3 separate regions of the Mus musculus genome follow, and all the other regions are linked to region 3. A link is a contact called in public ChIA-PET and HiChIP or PLAC-seq data. All regions are on one chromosome and are shown on one strand. Each heading gives the region's core, a stretch centred on a gene start, on an enhancer-like site or on the middle of the called end of the contact. The rest is flanking DNA. Distances are from core to core; before and after follow the strand shown.

Region 1 (3,122 bases), core at 317-2,816, 210 kb after region 3:
AAACGAAGACCAGGAACCAGCCTGATGTACTATGAACAGTTGTGTCTAAGGAACAGCTGCCATCTTGTATACTAGGTGTACACGCAGTGAAATGCCTCCAACTTAAATGAGTACCTAAGTCCTTGAGAACTGCTCTTACAGAAACATCTCAATTAAAAAGGAAAATGAAAACATATATTCTAAAGAGTTTGCATATTTGTGCTCCAATAAGAGTGTGTGTTCAATGGACGTGCTCATAGCAACTGGTATAAGCCCATGACAAGCCCTGTGCTTTTAGGGTGGGCATAGATTTGGCATCTGGGACATTCATTCTTCAGTTTAACCAATGTCTTTGAGTATATGTGAGTTGAGCCCTCAGAGAAGCAGGACACACACTCCCCCCACCCCACCCCACCCCCGCCCAGCCAACATATATAAATGCACACACAAATCTCCTTCCTGCCGATCCCTAAATCATTCATGTAGCCACTGGAACCACCATCCGACTTCCAGTATGAGCAGCAGACAGAAACAGGGCCAAACTGGATACAGCCGAATAAGAGAGCATGATCTAACCTCTGAGAGATATGGACAACATCCAGACAGAGATAGAAAGAGAAATTGCCCGGGGACAGGTGAAGCAGGCAGCAGGCAGCTCTCTACTGTGGAAGGTCTGTCCACTAAGATCAAGGCTGGGCCAAAAGAGATGCTGGAGGATTGGGTCAGAGAGGGAACAGAGAGATGGCTCCAATGTTAAGAAGTAATACTTGCTGCTACTTCAGGGTTAAGTTCCCAGCATCCACATCAGGCAGCTCACAGTTCTATATCTCCAGTTCCAGAGGATCTGATACCTCCACAGGCACTCCACACACATGCACATATTAACACATATAAATAAAAATAAATCTTTTTAAGGAGACAAAGGTGCTGGAGAACATGAGACAAAGGCCATACCCTACATCTTTAGGGGGAATGACAACTTCATACCTAGACTTTTATGGTGAACTTCTCTGCCCAAGGAAATGGCTGAGAGATGACCCTCTCACCCCACAGCCTGGGTCTTAGAATTTTTGTGTCTGTAGCATGCCCCCCCAAGCACACCACACACATTGCACAAACAGCCCCAGAGATCATTGCTCAATGGGCTGTGGTCTGCTGTCCCGGGCCGTTCAGCCCAGCTCCTCCATGCTAGCAAACCGGAGAAAGAAAGGGTTTCTTATGATCAACGACCAGAGAGGTCGAACAGCCCACCTCGCAGGGAAAGGATTCCAGCGATTTCTAGAACCTCTGCCTCCCTCAAGCCTTGCTTACTGGCCCCTGCTGGTATTTGGAAGGCAGCTACCTTTCCCTTTATCCTGCTGCCCCAGGCCACTGTGGACCCTGCCACATATTCTGTCACCCCTGCATCTGACTCCTGGTTCCCAGCCTCGTTGTCACTCCAGTGAGAGGCACCCCAAATTTCATTGGTTCAGAATCCCAGCTTGGGTTAAGCAAGGGGCCCACGGGCCAGCCTGGCTTAGATTTGGAACGCAGCACGGTTGGGAAACCTTAGCTGAGGTGTGGATTCCAGATGAGGCGGGGAAGCCCTCTAGTGGCCACGAGCGATATGGCAACAGCAAGGAAACAATAACCATCTTTTCTAGGCCTGACTGATCTCTCTCCATCTGTCTGGACTTTTTTGGCACCAAGTCACTCCCAGATCTGCACAGCCCCCTTGTCACCCCATGCTCTGCCTTGCCACACAACGCTGCAATCTCTACCTCCTAGGTTTTCTCCTCCAGCGTTTCTGGATAACGAACCCTACACCTCGGGCCGGATTTGTCTTCCTTCAAAGTCTGATTTTTGGTGGCCTCTAGTTAAGAATGTCCTCCCAATCTCCCAAGTTGTGTAGAGCCATGATCTACAAAAATTGGAGCGCTTGGAGGGTGGCCTACTGAAAGCCACGTCACTGACCCTGGGCAGACTGAGCAGTACAGCTCACACAAGGCTATGCCAGCTGGACCACTGACGCTAAGGTGTAGACGCTCAGGTATTCTAGCACTCGCGCACACAGTGAAAGACAGGAAACTTCCGGTCCACCCAGCTTCCAAGCCCTGTGCAAACCCTCCTAGAACTTCCTTTCCAGTGCTAGAGTTGGGCTGTGTGGGTTAGAATCCCACCCACAATCTAATAGACATGCAACTAGAAAAGGTTTTGAATTCTTAGCTTGCTCCCAACGTTGTCATGGAGACTGAGGACCGCCAGGTGTCTGATTTAGCAGGGCTTGCCAGTTCCCTCTGACTCTGACTGACAGCTGTGGCTTCCAGCACTCTGGCTGGTTTGTTCACAGGTCTGCCCTAGACCTTGCATCTTCTATCTGTGCCTTTTGGCGATTGACACTGAATTGGCCTGAAGTGACCTCTCCCTGCTCTCTGACATCTTTTTCTTATTATTTCCTCTTCTGCTTAGGGACTGACTTAGAAGGGCTGGGGCATCTATGCCAGGCTAACCTTTATAACTTTAAAACCATAAACCTTATAAAGCCATAACCTTAAAAACACATATGTGTTGTTTTCTTGTGCATGCAATCTTTTTAAAAATTAAACTAACATATTTATGTATTACTGGAATAGCTCCTTATATTATTTGGCCTTTTTTTCCTCTGCACAGCTAGACTGTATACTCAAAAGACATCAGAACTGTGTTTATTATCTTTATCTAATAAAATCTATCAAATTGGGGGGGAGGGAGGATTAGAGAGATGGCTGAACAGTTACGAACACTGGTTGCTCTTCCAGAAGTCCCGAGATCAATTCCAAGCACCCACATGGTGACTCATGACTATAATATAGCACTACCTTAATATAATTTATAAATGACTGAGACTTTTCATTATATTAATACATTTCATTATATGAGTTCTCAACCCTTGAAACAGGTCTCCAGGAACCATCTAAGGATCTTTGATTGTCCGATTTTTACATCATCACTGAAAGAAAAGAAAGCCTTGTGGTTATCATAGGAACTGTCTCATATACCACAAAAATCTACCAGCAATATAGGTAATCCATCCTTAAATTATATCACCACATCTGAGAGTCTCCAATTGGAATGGTATCTGGGTGCAAGGTCAAGGGGTGCATTTTTAAGAATGTGATTATGCT
Region 2 (3,103 bases), core at 462-2,961, 240 kb after region 3:
TGAGCTGTCTCCTGACTACAGCTTCTACATCAGTGGTTCTAACCTGTAGGTATCAACAAATTTGGGGAGGAACGACCTTTTCATGGGGGTATGAAGACCATTGGTCACCTAAGACCATTGGAAAACACAGATATTTACATTACAATTCACAACAGTAACAAAACTAGCTATGAAGTAGCAACAAAAAATAATTTTATGTTTGGTGGTCACAACATGAGGGACTGTATTAAAGGGTTGCATTGTTAGGAAGGCTGAGAACCACTGTCCTATATATTTCTTATTAATATCCACAATAATGTTGACGTAGGCCTCTTCTGCTTAAGAAAAGACAAAATTAAGACATGTCTGTTTCCTATACACTGTTCAGAAAAATTAGACTAGCGCATGATCTATTTCCTCACCTCGTATTTCTGTAGCGCCTTAACAGCTTTTGAGAACATTTTAACCGATTGTTTTTGTTTTTTGCTCTCAAAATGTAATTACTTCTTCTATTGCTTTTGCAAAATGCCTGATGAAACTAACTTAAGGAAGAAAGGGTTTCCTCCGGCTGGTGCTGGAGAGAACAGTGCGTGACCTGGCGGTGGGGGAAGGGTGGGGGGACACTGTGAGAAGCAGCTGGTCCTGAGGCTGGTGAGGAAGCAGGCAGAGAGAAGTACCAAGATTCCCCTCACAGCCTCAGGTTCACTGGTCCTGGAACCCCAGCTGAGTTTCTCCTCAGTTAAACTCTCTGAAAAACAAATCCGCTGCCCCAGAGGTCTGTTTCCATGGTGATCCTAAAGCCAATCATGATGACTATGAAGACAAACAAGGGCTGTGACCCAGGAGACCTTACCCTGACAGATGAGGAAACAGAGGTCTAGACAGGTTAAATATGTCAGGGAGATTCCAGCACCAATAAACACATGAGCAACACCAAGTGAGCTGACCTCCCTGGGTGTGGTGTGCCTGCCTTTCACCCTAGCACCTAGGAGACAGAGCCAAGAGAATCTCTACAAGCTCCAGGCCTGTTAGAGATAAGCTGTGAGACCTTATTTACAAGCAAACAACAAAACAAAGCCAGCAACAACTGGGTGTGCTGACACAAGTCTTTATGCCCAGCACTTAGGAGACAGAAGCAGGTTGGTCACTGTTAGGTCCAGGTCATTCAGGTATACAAAGGGAGTTACAAGCCAGCAGGAATACACAGTGAGACCCTGCCTACAAACAACAAAAACAAAAATAAATAAACAACAGCAACAACAAGAAGCCGTTTTGTGGGGCTAGGGATGTAGCTCAGTTGGCAGGGTAACTGTCTAGCATGCATGGAACACTGGGTTCCACTCCCAGACTCCCAAAAGCCAGGCGTGGTGGGGTAAGCCTGTCCTCCCAACACTTGGGAGATGGAGGCAGGAAGTTCAAGGTCTTCTGTGTGGATTACATGATACCCTGCCCCAAAATGCTGTCTTTCATATTATGTATAAAACAGAGCTTTTAAAAATATTATTATTATTATTATTATTATTATTACCACCATTATTATTATTTAGCACTCCTAAGGACAGTTTCCTTGTAAATCAGAGTCTTCACGCTCACATTTACATTTAGATTAAGTCATTGAAGCATTCAACACTAGAGGGCGCACCACGAGAAGGCTGGCTGCAGAGACGCCCAGAAAGCCTGCCAGTGCAGCTAGACACCTGGCAACGCAAGGATGAAACAGGAAATGAGCAATAAAAATCTACAGATAGCATCTCCAGGCCAAATGTCACGGGCTGCTTGATGGGTTACGAACCAGTGCTCGCCACTCACCCACCCCCACCTCATCACCACCCCACCCCCATCCCCACCCCACCCTTACCCCAGCTCCACACCAGCCCCACACCAGCCCCACCCTAGTAATGGAATGACCTTTCCCATTTAGTCTCAGATCTCAGTAAAACAGGACTGGTATAATTATCTCCGCTTTATAGATTAAGAAACTGGGCTGAAGAGATGGCTCAGCGGTTAAGAGCACTGACTGCTCTTCCAGAAGTCCGAGTTCAAATTCCAGCAACCACATTGGCTCACAACCATCTGTAATGAGATCTGAGGCCCTCTTCTGGTGGGTCTGAAGACAGCTACAATGTACTTACATATCATTCATAAATAAATAAATAAATAAATAAATAAATAAAATTTTAAAAAATCTTTGGGCCGGAACGAGTGGGACCGGAGGTGGGGGGTGGGGGAAGGAAGAAACTGAAGTTATACTAAAAGCGAGCGATGGCGATGTTTTCAAAGTCCTAAGTACAGGAGCATTTTACTGTCTGCCTTCTTCAAATGGCATGGATAGTTGATGTTTGAGTCAGTGTCTTCATTTGCAGAACTCTTTAAGATTCTTACATCGAGCCAGGCAGTGGTGGCACATGCCTTTAATCCCAGCACTTGAGAGGCAGAGGCAGGCGGATTTCTGAGTTCGAGGCCAGTCTGGTCTACAGAGTGAGTTCCAGGATAGCCAGGGCTACACAGAGAAACCCTGTCTCGAGAAAAAAAAAAAAAAAAAAAAAAAAAAAAAAAAAAAAAGATTCTTACATCGAAACTCCCTTGTTCCGCATCCTTGACTCCTGGCTGGCCAGTCTCCCTGCAGTCACAGTCACAAATACCTTTCTGGATTTCTCTCTTGCTCCATTCCACACTTGCTAACTGGAAGTGCCTTCCCCCTTCTCTTGCCATTTCTGAGGCCAGTGAGCTCCCCTCCCCCACCCCACGGCCACCCCACCCAAGGTCTTCTTAGCACTCCTCTGTGTGTCTTTAGAGGACTCTGTATTGACCCTGACTCCTAGGGCTTCCTATGCTGCAAGGGGAGCTCCTAAATGCTGCCTCACACTGGCTCATAATTCTTTGCAGGGGTCAGAAACACCTCAAGTCCTATTTGTAGGCGCCAAGCCCTATACACAGTGTGATCCCAAGGCTGGGTTAATATCCGGTTCATTTATTAAGCATCCTGAGTGGTTATCATGATTACGGTGTGGGTAGCTGGTGAGCTCTGAGTCCGGGTGCCTCTGCTTGCATTCATTTGAATGAGTTCACACTTCTGTATTACGCCATCCACCCAGATTTGCATTTGTTACTGCTACTTCAAACA
Region 3 (2,752 bases), core at 204-2,703:
ATTGGCTTTGGCAAAGCAGAATGTAACACTGAGAAGCAAAGCCTCCGAGAGTGTCCAATGCAGAATGATAACCACTTCATTAGATCAGCCTGCAGCTTTATCTGAAGAGGGGATCACGTGTTGAATCTCGAATTTTAATTTCATTATTTAATACAACAGGAATGTTTGGGGGCGCCTCGGCAATGCTAGCAATCCCGTTTGTCGATCCTCAGTTCACCCACTTCTGACCTGATAGAAAACATGGCATTACCCTTATATCCCCCCTGGTTTGTTTGTTGGCTATGAACACCATCCAATCTTCACCATTTTTCTTTGCACCCCCCCCCTTTTTTTTTTCCTTTTGAGAGTATTCTCCTCCTGTGTTCAGGACCAAAGCAATAGATGATGTTGTTGTTGTTGTTGTTGTTGTTGTTGTTGTTGTCTCCCTATACAACTAACCATTTCTGCATATACAGGGAATGGTATACCTCACTTTCAGAGGTGTTTTCAGAGACACGATCACAGTGGATTATGACAGTTTCCTGAAGGGGAACGGCAGCAGCTGTTCTGTCCTTATGGGTAGGCTCAGAGGACCCACCCAATATACACAGCAGAGCACAGAAGAGACACAGACAGGCCCCTGAGCTCTGTTGTCCCTTTCCCACCCCACCATACAGTCTGCCTACCCAGATGGCATTCAGTTTCCCAAGACATTTTTCACACAAGGAATTTAGTCAGTGATTATATCAGCAAACTTTACAAAAACTAATTGTCCATGGGGCTCTTCCCTACTAATAATTAGGTCTTGACATATATATATATACATACATACACACACACATATACATACACACATATATATGTGTGTGTGTATGTGTGTGTGTGTGTGTGTGTATAGGTATATATATATATGAATGATCAGAGAGGTTTCCTGCCATGGGATCTGGAAAGGGGAGTTTGCAGCGCTAGAGTAATTGTGGGTGACATCATCTGCTCAGGATCTGCTGGAAAACATGTGGGTGTGGCCAGGCAGGGGCCGATCCTTTTTAGACCTACAAGAAAAGCACATGCAGGACCCTTGCTTTTTCCTATTTTATCATGTTATAAATCTTCCTAGTACAGTTTTTGTTTTTGTTTTTTTTTTTTGTTTTTTTAGTTTTTTAGTTTTTTTTCCGAGGCAGGGTTTCTCTGTATAGCCCAGGCTGTCCTGGAACTCACTCTGTAGACCAGGCTGGTCTGGAACTCAGAAATCCACCTGCCTCTGCCTCCCAAGTGCTGGGATTAAAGGTGTGCGCCACCACCTAGTATGGTTTTTAAAAGAAAAACAAAATAAAGTTTACAATAAAAAAAAAAAATGGTTGGTTGGACCTTGGAGCTTTGCTTAAATGTAGTAAGCTTAGGGTGGGGTCATGGCCCAGCATGCACCTTCCAGGCTGAAGGTCACAGCTGTACTGTCTGCCCTTGCCCCTCCACACCCGATGCTCTGTGGTGGTTGCTAAAGGGCAAACATAATGGACGGCTTTTGCAAACTCCCATCATAGCCCATCTTCTTCAGCTTAGAATTCATTGGCAGCTTAAGCTCATGGGCTCCAGCGTGGATATAGTTTTCTACTTCCAACTTCCCCCTTCTGCTCCTTTGCAAACTGTTTTTCTTCAAGATAAAAGCACAGCTAAAATTTCCTGGTGAAATGGAGATGAACGTGAGTGAGGGCATCTCATTTAGCCCCCCAGAAGCAGTGACAGCAGGCTGTTTATAACAGGAAGCCGCGCACAGCCAGCTCAAGGGCCTCCCGCCTTGGTGTGGTTTCCCAGCATTCCCCTGTTTCCTGCTTGACTCTTCTACCTCAGAGAGAGAGGGGAGAGGACAGAGAGTCAGAGGACAGCTGGTGAGAGTCAAGGATTATTAGTTCTTTCAGTGTGAATTGAGGGTATTAATGCCGACGTGCTCATGCTTATCAAAATAATCTCCTAAGGGGCTGGAGAGACGGCTCAGCAGTTAAGAGCACTGACTGCTCTTCCAAAGGTCCTGAGTTCAAATGTGAGCAACCACATGGTGGCTCACAACCATCCATAATGAGATCTGATACCCTCTTCTGGTATGTCTGAAGACAGCTACAGTGTACTTACATATAATAATAAATAAATCTTTACAAAAATACCTAAGCTTTTGGGAATTTTGCAAGCCGCTTGTTAAATGGTCATTAAAACAAAAGAAAACAAAAAACAAAAAACTAAGTTATAGGGACAGCTCATTGATTAAGACCTCTAGCTGTTCTTCCAGAGGACCCAGGTTCAATTCCTAGCACCCACATGGCAGCTCACAACCATCCCTAATTCCAGTACCAGGAAATGCATTGACTACTTCTGTCCTTGGGCACACGGTGCACATATACATAAAATAAAATAAACTATGCTCAGTGTTTCTGCAGAGTTGAGGTGTTGTATAAGGTTGACACATTTGTTATATGTGCATCTCAATTGCACTTATGTTTGTTGGCTTGACATTACCCTTAGTGGGAATATTTATACCATGGAATATAGCAAAGTCTCTGAAGCCTAGCCCCCTCCGCCCCACTTTTCCAGAAGATTGTTAAATATTTATAGGAAACCATCAGGTATATTTATGATATTTTGGTTATATTTTTCAGGTGTCTACTTAGGAGACATTGAAATATAAGCCATGTCTAGAATGTGACTCAGATGACTCAGAGAGGGTGGGCATTGTGATTATGATGTTGTTGGTCGGCATGTGGGCTCTGGTATGCTCACTCTG

What was found. ChIA-PET counts read pairs in DNA pulled down with a chosen protein or histone mark. HiChIP or PLAC-seq counts read pairs in DNA pulled down with a chosen protein or histone mark.
Region 1: a contact with region 3 is called in an H3K4me3 HiChIP or PLAC-seq map of bone marrow-derived macrophages, with 5 times the contacts expected there. The contact joins two enhancer-like sites. A contact is called at or near these places in 1 of 15 datasets of contacts at CTCF or cohesin (the NIH/3T3 cell line), 2 of 484 Hi-C or Micro-C datasets (Th1 cells and bone marrow-derived macrophages) and 10 of 115 datasets of contacts at active chromatin or transcription factors (the 230-238 cell line, T-cell acute lymphoblastic leukemia, acute myeloid leukemia and 6 more).
Region 2: a contact with region 3 is called in an RNA polymerase II ChIA-PET map of effector CD8 T cells, with 22 read pairs. The contact joins two enhancer-like sites. A contact is called at or near these places in 1 of 39 promoter capture datasets (the C10 cell line), 8 of 115 datasets of contacts at active chromatin or transcription factors (Th17 cells, effector CD8 T cells, embryonic hindbrain and 5 more) and 2 of 9 other capture datasets (adipose tissue and liver).

The regions. Positions count from the first base shown.
Region 1 is chr5:105,653,320-105,656,441 of GRCm38.p6, forward strand. It overlaps Gm32276 (a long non-coding RNA gene), which reads left to right. Exons shown (of 5, transcript XR_389458.3): 2 at 2,897-3,020. Among named protein-coding and RNA genes, the nearest start is that of Gm32276, 3.6 kb to the left of the region's middle. Within about 2 kb of position 1,567, at least 86 of the 459 cell types and tissues checked have an H3K27ac peak or open chromatin away from gene starts, as enhancers often do. A contact at or near this core is called in T-cell acute lymphoblastic leukemia, Th1 cells, bone marrow-derived macrophages and 1 more, where this site is marked.
Region 2 is chr5:105,683,405-105,686,507 of GRCm38.p6, forward strand. No RefSeq gene overlaps it. Among named protein-coding and RNA genes, the nearest start is that of Lrrc8d, 15 kb to the right of the region's middle. Within about 2 kb of position 1,712, at least 111 of the 459 cell types and tissues checked have an H3K27ac peak or open chromatin away from gene starts, as enhancers often do. A contact at or near this core is called in Th17 cells and effector CD8 T cells, where this site is marked.
Region 3 is chr5:105,441,833-105,444,584 of GRCm38.p6, forward strand. All of the region lies in intron 1 of Lrrc8b (leucine rich repeat containing 8 family, member B), which reads left to right. Among named protein-coding and RNA genes, the nearest start is that of Lrrc8b, 27 kb to the left of the region's middle. Within about 2 kb of position 1,454, at least 92 of the 459 cell types and tissues checked have an H3K27ac peak or open chromatin away from gene starts, as enhancers often do. A contact at or near this core is called in T-cell acute lymphoblastic leukemia, Th1 cells, Th17 cells and 3 more, where this site is marked.